Regions from separate parts of the Mus musculus genome. Here all the other regions are linked to region 2. A link is a contact called in public Hi-C and HiCAR-type data. All regions are on one chromosome and are shown on one strand. The core of a region is the stretch at or near the end of the contact, and the rest is flanking DNA. Distances in the headings are between cores, read along the strand shown.

Evidence for each region. A called contact is a pair of places that touch in the nucleus more often than the background predicts. HiCAR-type assays count read pairs that join an accessible place to other places.
Region 1: a Hi-C map of B cells shows a contact between it and region 2, with 7 read pairs. The contact joins the promoter of Pip4p2 here to the promoter of Tmem67 in region 2. A contact is called at or near these places in 1 of 484 Hi-C or Micro-C datasets (B cells), 2 of 115 datasets of contacts at active chromatin or transcription factors (embryonic midbrain and pro-B cells) and 2 of 9 other capture datasets (adipose tissue and macrophages).
Region 3: a contact with region 2 is called in a HiCAR-type map of astrocytes, with 15 times the contacts expected there. The contact joins the promoter of Otud6b here to the promoter of Tmem67 in region 2. A contact is called at or near these places in 5 of 39 promoter capture datasets (cranial neural crest, embryonic stem cells, hippocampal neurons and 2 more), 1 of 484 Hi-C or Micro-C datasets (CD4 T cells), 5 of 115 datasets of contacts at active chromatin or transcription factors (astrocytes, embryonic forebrain, large pre-B cells and 2 more) and 1 of 9 other capture datasets (adipose tissue).

The regions. Positions count from the first base shown.
Region 1 is chr4:14,862,545-14,865,638 of GRCm38.p6, reverse strand. Pip4p2 (phosphatidylinositol-4,5-bisphosphate 4-phosphatase 2) reads right to left here and starts at 1,420. Exons shown (of 7, transcript NM_028264.4): 1 at 1,202-1,420. The coding sequence starts at 1,307.
Region 2 is chr4:12,086,470-12,089,211 of GRCm38.p6, reverse strand. It overlaps Tmem67 (transmembrane protein 67), which reads left to right and starts at 1,255. Exons shown (of 28, transcript NM_177861.5): 1 at 1,255-1,497. The coding sequence starts at 1,275.
Region 3 is chr4:14,825,082-14,827,819 of GRCm38.p6, reverse strand. Otud6b (OTU domain containing 6B) reads left to right here and starts at 1,407. Exons shown (of 7, transcript NM_152812.4): 1 at 1,407-1,529; 2 at 2,167-2,321. The coding sequence starts at 1,448.

The DNA.
Region 1 (3,094 bases), core at 171-2,670, 2.8 Mb before region 2:
TACGTTTTCTGTGTGTCAGTTCCCTTGGACTTTGCCCCTTTCCTCTCAGGCTGTCAATCACTCTGAATTACTCCCAGCTAACCACAGTTTTCCTTTGTTCTGCTTCTGTTTATAGATTGAGACCCAGAATGTTGATTTTCAAGTTATAAAATGTTAAAAAGAAATGTTAAATGCCAGACAACTTCAACCTGTTGTAGTGTTTCCCGCCCCCCCCCGCGCCCCCCCCTGCCCCATTTCAGACATGAACTTAGAAGTTGTGTTACAAGACACGTGACCTGCTTATATTCCCAAAACACTATTAACTTTGGCCTCCTTGGGTTTTAAACTTCATTCACATCCAGCCAAAAGAGCAAGATGAAGTAAGGTACGCTTGCACGTGCCATATTTAATGATCTCTGTAAGGCTTGCCTTCCAGACTACCGTAGTAAACACTCCCAAAGACTTTGAACAAAGACAGTGCTTGAATAAATCGAATCCTTTGGTAAAGAGACTTCTCCTTCACCACACCATTTCTCCAAATCCCTTTTTAATTCTACACTGAAAAACAAAACTAAAAATATATACGGTATAAACTTGGGGAACTTTTTAGAAGTTAATTTCAACCTCACCCAGACATGCATTTAAAAAATTCCTCCTTCCTAACGGAAGGCTCTTCATTCACCACTGAAGCTATGAAACACACTCCTTACAGGCAGCAATGCCCGTAGCTTAGGAATTTCGGACATATTAGGGATAAACTCTGTTGCTTCTGGTTAGGCAGTTCCCTGCTTGCACTCCGGGGCCGAGTGTAAGGGACTAAGATGTTTCCTGCTGAAGTCCTCTCAAGGGCAGATGCCAGGGTGAGCAGTGCCCCGTGTTTTTCAGCAACCGAAAGCACTTGTGAATGACTGAAGGATCTGCACCACCGCCCAGCTGCACTTAGGGGCTGCTTTGGAAACAGCAGCTCGGAGCTTGGGAAAATTCATGTCCGATCCTGAAGCTGGGAAGGAAGTGTTCAAGCACACACTCCACACCACAAGCAGCAGCAGCGAAGCCCTGCAGACAGGCTTTCGGGTAGGCAGGCAGAGCCTGGGAAGGCATCCTTTTCCCCCAGCCCAAGGGAGAAGCTCTCCTCCGCCTCCGCGCTAGAGCTCCCCGGCATTCATCCTTCCATCCTTCCAGACGTTTCTGCGAGAAGCAGAAAGGTCTATGCCGGCCTTACCTCTGGGGCTGCTTTCCTGCAAGTACGGCGGGGCTGTGGGAGTGACATTTCCCGAATGGGATGCTGACAGCAGAGGCGAACGTTCGTCCACCCCGTCAGCAGCCATGACTGCAGCGACAGCGCGGCGGGCCGCGGGTTGAGCTGGGCTGCGGCTAGGGAGGAGGTGGTGGCCAGCAATGCCGCCGCGCCGCCGCTACGGCCTCCGGGAGGGCCCAGGATGTGTCACAAGGCAGGAGGCGGGGGAGGGGAGGGTGCGGGACCGCGAGGCCGGGGGAAGGGAAGCACGCCGGGAGGCATGCTGGGGGAGGGGACTGGAGAGGAAAGAAAGAGCCCGGGAGGAGGAGGAGGAGGAGGAGGAGAAGGAGGAGGGAGGGAAGAAGTGTGGAGGGAAAGCCAGCCAGTCTGAGAAAAGGGGAGACGGGAGGACTGATTAGGAAGTGGGGGAGGGGAAGAGATCAAGTAAGCAAGAGGAGGGGCAAAGGGAAAGAGAGGGTGAGGAATCTTTTAAACTAAGGGAACCGAGGATAAAGAGCAGCTTTGAGAGGCACTGAAAGGCCTGTACTGGATTACGGGCAAAACCAGAGCAATCAAGTTCAGCTCCTCCAGGAAGTAGGAGAGTCTAACTTGTCTGGTAAACTTTGCAGCTGGGTGAAGAAAACTTATTTCTTGGGTTATCATTTTCTTCGGAGAGGTTTCTTCTTTGTTATGAACCATAGCTGAGAATCTGTTGTCTGAGAAATGTTGGTGCCTGCGCATTAGGCTTTCCTCTTTTCCTTGATTTTTTTTTTTAGGAATAAGAGTGCTGACATTTGATTTTTGGCACTTTAAGCATAAGTGTTAACTTTTACAACTTCCGTTTTACAAAATAGACTGTCATTTTAGTTTTTGTAGAATAATGGGGCTTTTTTGTATAATGTAAAAATTAAACCTTTTTCCTACAAAAGATTTTTCTTTTTTTAAAAAAAGGTCATTGTACTGAAGAGCTAGCACACTGATTAAGGTGCTCACTGATCTTGCTTAGGTCACAAAAGCCAGTTCTCAGCACCCACATTTCGTGGCTCACAAACCACCTGTAACTCTAGTAAAAGGAATCCAATACCTTCATCAGGCCTACATCAACACACACACTCACACACACAGTTTTTTTAATAAATGTTTTTAAATACTCAACAGACTTATTGTCTTATTTTCTATTTACATTTTTGTTACCCTTTTTTGATGTTTTGTCATTTGATTCCAATGCGATTTACATTTTTTAAAAAAACAACAGAAACAAACCAAAGTTTAGAACACATCCAAATAAAAATGCAATCAGAATAATAGCTTTCCTGCTGAGGTTCTTCTGAGTGACTTCGGAAGAATTATTTACTCACCTTCCAGGTGTCCCCAAGTATCTAGGGTGTGGTCTCCATGCTCAAGGTGGCTGAAAAGTCCCACAGTGAAATAGCTGTACCGGAGATTGGGAGTTGCCCCTTACATTTCAGTCCGTATAAACAGCAGACATTCGAAACTACTCAAATCACATTTAGGATCCTCAAGTTGCTCTCTGAAGACATACTCTTTCTTCCTGAATCTATAAAGTACCAACTGGAAACCCTAAGGGAAGGTAAAGAACAATGTTTTCTTTCATGTAGCATCTTTGGGCGGCCAATAACAGGAAGATACAATGCAATATAAAGATCTTATTATGGTGTGACCCCTATGAGAACTTAGATGGGTCTCCAGTAGACTGGGGTTTGAAAACTCACGATGTGTCACTCCCAGCAAAAAAAAAAAAAAAAAAAAAAAAAAAAAGAGCTTATCCGTTGAAGAATGAGTACCAGTACCTCACAGTAAAGATCGCTGAGTTGAAGAAAATTACAAAACCAATTCACAGAACCCTGCTTTTACCCT
Region 2 (2,742 bases), core at 6-2,505:
CCTGACCCACCCCTGAAAACTTCCACTGGGGGGCGGGGATGTGAGGCAATTGTAAAATATACAAATCAAAAAGGTTTCTTTTTTTTCTTTTCATCATAATGAACCGCTTTGGAAGTGGAAAGCTGCAGAGTTTTCCATCCTCTCCTGTGATTTCTGTTAAACCTGAGAAAAACAGGGCAGTTGCATAGGCAGATAAAAGCAAGCTGTATTTACAACAGGCCTTCGGGCTGCCTTACCTAAAGTATGTATTACAGAAAGCATCCCTTCAACCTTTTATTACTGTGCTGTTAGGTGTATGTGACAATTCCCAACAATCACACTATGTGGCAGTTCTCCAGTCGGGGGTTTATTGGGATGGGAAATAGAGTTATCCTCTGGGAGAGGGAGGAGAACCAGGGACAGGGGAGAAAGGGAGAATGAGGCTTTTATTAGGCATTGTTGCGCTAACAGTCTGCAAGGCTGTGCACTTTAATAGGCAATATTCATGTATATCCAAATTTGGTTCTCAAACCAAGTGAGATGAGGTGTATATGTAGGGTGCTTTATGCACAATACAGAGAAAGTATGAAATCAAGATTCAGTAGGCAAGGTTTCTCCTAGACTTTTGTCATAAAGGTATTATATATAAAATCAATGAGGGTTTCTGTTTGTATTGCTTTGCTAAAACTCAAACTCAGGACTTGAAACAATCCCTACCCTTAGTGTTTTTTAAATAATGTAAAAACAAAGCCGGGCATGGTGGTGCACGCCTTTAATCCCAGCACTGTAGAGGCAGAGGCAGGCGGGATTTCTGAGTTCGTGGCTAGCCTGGCCTACAAAGTGAGTTCCAGGACAGCCAGGACTATACAGAGAAACCCTGTCTCGAAAATCAGAACAAAACAAACAAAAAAAGTAAAAACATAGGGCACCTCCTTTGTTGTCAAAATTAATCCCCTGGGTAAACTGTCATGTAGGTGTGATTGCCACTTTCATGAAACACTTTTAAGTGCTAAAACCATATATTTTCCATTGCTGTAGTAGTATTTCCTGACACGGTAAATTGACTGCGTCCCAGAGTTTTAAATACATTTTAAATAACCGCCCCTAATTTATTTAGCATATGTCTGATCCATTGTTTCCCGCGTGCGTGGTAACCTAGCAACCAGGCGTCGCAAGGTTGAGTTTTTTTTTTTTTTTTTTTTTTTTTTTCTGAACCCTGTTGTCCAATCAGCTCAGCGGACTCACCGAGGAGGCTGCTGGGGAGCTGGAGACTGCGGACCCAGGATATGGGTACCATGGTGACGCGTACAAGGCCTGTGGCGGCCATGGCGGTCAGATCTCGTTCTTCATCCCGGACTGGCACCGCCTACCTTCTCTTAGTTCTCTGCGAAGTCTCATGGGCACAAATCTTCTCCTTCCCTTTCCGGCGGCCTGAGACCTGCGACTTCAACCAGTACTTTGACATCTCGGCGCTCTCCTGTGCCCCCTGTGGCGCCAACCAGCGGCGGGATGCACTAGGTGAGGCGGTTTGGGGGTGGATGGACTCTGACCAAAATAAAGCACTCCTGACAGCCAGCACTCCAGACATTTTATTTGGAGAATGTTTCAGAAAATGCACAGCTATCAAACCTAAGAAAGGGTTTCCTGGGAGGATACGGCTGACACAATGAGATCAGTCACCCAGGCGCCACCACCCTACCCTCCTCCAGGAACTCATTCCCCGGAGTCAGTCTCTGGCAGGGAATCCTTAGGATGGCACCTGAAAGCCGCCTAAGAAAAGTAGAATAGAAATAGAAAAGAAATAACCTGAGGCGTCTAGTGAGGTACCCTGACAGGAAAGCAAGGGAAGAAATGTGAATTAGTAAACTCTTGTGACCATTAATTCTACTTCCAAATTCAAGATATTTAAAGCTGTTTGCAACTGTGACTATAATCAGATTTTGTAAGCAAAGGAAACTGAAACCGAGATGTTGTGACATCTGTGTGACATATACTGGAAACTAAGAGAACTCTTGTCTCTTCCTCACTTTCTTTTTTGTTTTTTGTTTTGTTTTGTTTTTCGACACAGGGTTTCTCTGTGTAGCCCTGGCTGTCCTGGAACTCTCACTTTGTAGGCCAGGCTGGCCTCGAACTCAGAAATCCGCCTGCCTCTGCCTCCTGAGTGCTGGGATTAAAGGCGTGGGCCAGGACACCTGGCTTCCCTCACTTTCTACCTCTGCATTCCCAGCGCGTGGCTTTGCATCTGTGGTTACATATTCCCTTAGGACCTGTCCCTTTTATTGTTGATGACTTCTGTTTGCTCACATTGTCCTTTTAGACTTAATTGCATCGATTGGTCTAGTTCTCCCTTAACTACTCAGAATGAGTCTTTTCCTATTTACTGAAGTCTAAAATGCTGTGAATCTCAGACTGGTTAACTCTCCTGCTTTAGGCCTGGTAGAGTCTCACTTAAGGCAGTGCGGATCACTGTGTCAGAAGATGGAGTGTGAAGAGCAAACGTGTTCTGCATTGTATTGCTTTCATGACAATGAATGAAGACGTGTGTGTTGTACATAGACTCCTACAGGTGCTGGCTCTACTTAGTCCTTAGAGAATTCTTTCTTTAACTAGCTGAGTCTACTTGTAATTACAAACAACATTTATTTTCTTTCTAGAGAAAGAGTATTTGAATGAAAGCAATTTTCCAATAAGATATTGACAAAATTAAAACTCACTAAACACACATACATATGGTTTAGTGATGCAGAAATGTAATTCCTAGAG
Region 3 (2,738 bases), core at 158-2,657, 2.7 Mb before region 2:
GGACTGAGCAACTGCTAGATCCTTGGACTTCCATTCACAGCTGCTGCTCACCATTGTTGGGGAGTTTGGGCTACAGACCGCAAGTCATCAATAAATTCCCTTGCTATATAGAGACTTTCCATAGGTTCTGTGACTCTAGAGAACCCTGACTAATACAACCCCTTACAGGTTTATACAGTTGTAGGTGCAGTTCATTATTCATCTCTGGAAATAAGTTTTCAATTATTTCCAGAAATATTATTTCAACTTCATTTGTTTTGTTCTGTCTCAGGCATTTATATATAAAAAAGAATATGTTTGTCTATCTATTTTTTTTAAGATCTATTTATTTATTATATGAAAGTACATTGTAGCTGTCTTCAGACACTCCAGAAGAGGGCATCATATTTCGCTATGGATGGTTGTGAGCCACCATGTGGTTGCTAGGATTTGAACTCGGGACCTTCAGAAGAGCAGTTGGCGCTCTTATCCACTGAGCCATCTCGCCAGCCCCTGTCTATCGACTTTTGAGACAGGGTCTCACCTATGTAACTCTCTGGACATCCTGGAACTCCCTATGTAGACAGGCTGGCCTCAAACTCACAGAGATCTGCCTGCCTGCCTCCTAAGTGCTGGGATTAAAGGCCTACACAACCACAATCAGCCCTAAATAGAGATTTTTTTTTTTTTTTAAATTTTACTGGACCAACACTCTGAGTCTTCCACTCCTGCCACCATTCCGTGAGCATTCTTGTTTGCCTTTGCTAATTTGTTTTTGTGGCACACGAGTTACATTTGTTAAATCTTGCCTCAAATCTTCAAAACACCCTGACATCACTGTTAATCGTTTTACAACTGAATTTAGCAAATGGACTTTACTAAGCTTAGTCCTTTTTTATCTCTTTCATCACTTATTTCAAGAGTAGGCATTCCTTACTTAGCGTTTCCCCTTTTACCACATTGTAAAAAAACAAAAAACAAACCATTCCCTAGTGTATGACTAATATAACGTAAAGATCCTCATTGAAAACAAACCACGCTTTTATTAAAATTAAAAAAAAAATCTTTTCAACATGTTTTGGCAAAGAGGACAACTACGGAGCGTTCTAAAGCACAAATTGAAAGCTGTGCGAAAGAACGTCCGTGATGTCATCTCCGTGCGCCCCGTCAGGGCCAATCGCCTGGCGCGTAGCTTTGTGCTGCGGTTGCTCCAGCGCCGGGCGCGTCCTTAATCGCACAATCCCAGCTTCCGGCGCGCCGCCCAGAGCGGTCCGAGCGCGCAGGCGCCCTAGCCCATGTCGGCGTCTCCCGGTTTCAGTGGTTAGACCTGGATCCGGAGCCGCCTTGAGGCGGGGCTGGGCCTTCCCGGCGGCCAATGGCGCCCCGGGTGAGGGTTGAGGAGTGGGAGGTGCTGGCCCTCCTGAGGTGCGGATCTCCTTCAGCGCGGGTGCCGGGCCGCCTGGTCGTCATGGAGGAGGTCGTGGCTGAAGAGCTCGATGATGAGGAGCAGCTGGTGAGAAGGCATCGGAAGGAGAAGAAGGAGCTGCAAGGTGACGGGAAAGGGGCTGGGAATGTAAGAGGCGTCCACACCCAAGGCTGGGAGCGTGGAGTGTGTCCTCTGGTACCTGGACGGGCACACGTCCTGGATCCGTCTAGGCTTTCCCTCAGATAACTTTTGATCAGTCTTCTCCAGCTTTCCCCATTCCCTCGACCCCCTTATTTGCAGTCCCCGGAGATGTCCCCGTGTGCGACCTGCCGTGGACCCCTAGCGGGTCCGGTGCACGTGCTGCTGCTGAGTGATGTGCCTGGAGACCAAAGTCTTGGACCTCCTCTTCCTCCCTTCCCATTCCTGCCCCCGATCCCGACGCCTGGCCTTAGTGGTGTGGTCTGAATTGCTTCTCCTTGGCTTGTCGGTCACAGAGAAAGATATTTAAAAGGCAGAAGTTTTACCTTAGTATAGTTTTTTAACCTTGGTTTTGCCCTGTCAAACCAAACAAATTCGAGATTGTGTTTACGTTGGGTCGCAAGCCTCATCCGGACCTTTCTCCGTAGCTGATTGTTGTGTCATGATTAATTGCTTCTATAATTACTTTACATTCTATAATTGTACCTCTTCCCACCCTCTTAACTGCTTTTCGCTTTTTGGTCCGGGGGCTCTGACACGGCTGTTTTGATGACTTTTTTTAGCCAAAATTCAGGGAATGAAGAACGCTGTTCCCAAAAACGACAAAAAGAGGAGGAAGCAGCTCACGGAAGATGTTGCTAAATTGGAAAGAGAAATGGAGCAAAAACACAGGGAAGAACTGGAGCAATTGAAGCAATTGACTTTCAAGGACAGTAAGGTATGGGGAGCGAAGCTTGTCTCTGAGCCCGAGCAAACAGCTGTCTGAGTGTGTTGAACTGCTTATTGAATACGGTCTCAAAATTCTGAAATCGAGTCATACAGTCACACATCACATTTCCTCGACATTAGTTTTTTTAGACAGAGTGCCTTGTAGTCTAGGCTGTCACCCATGTGGATTTGGAGCAGAGGCTAAACCTTGAACTTTAACTTCAGATCCTACTGGTGTGACTTCACAAGTGCTGGGATTACAGGCATGCACCACCACACCTAGCTGTACATTTCTTTAGTATTTTTGTGACCAGGTTTATGGGCAGATTTTCTTTTTTTAAATGGAAGAACAGCAAAAAAGTGCCTACTTCCTTAACCTAATAACCATGTAAAGTATAAGTTATTGCCAGATAAGGTTTGCCTTGAG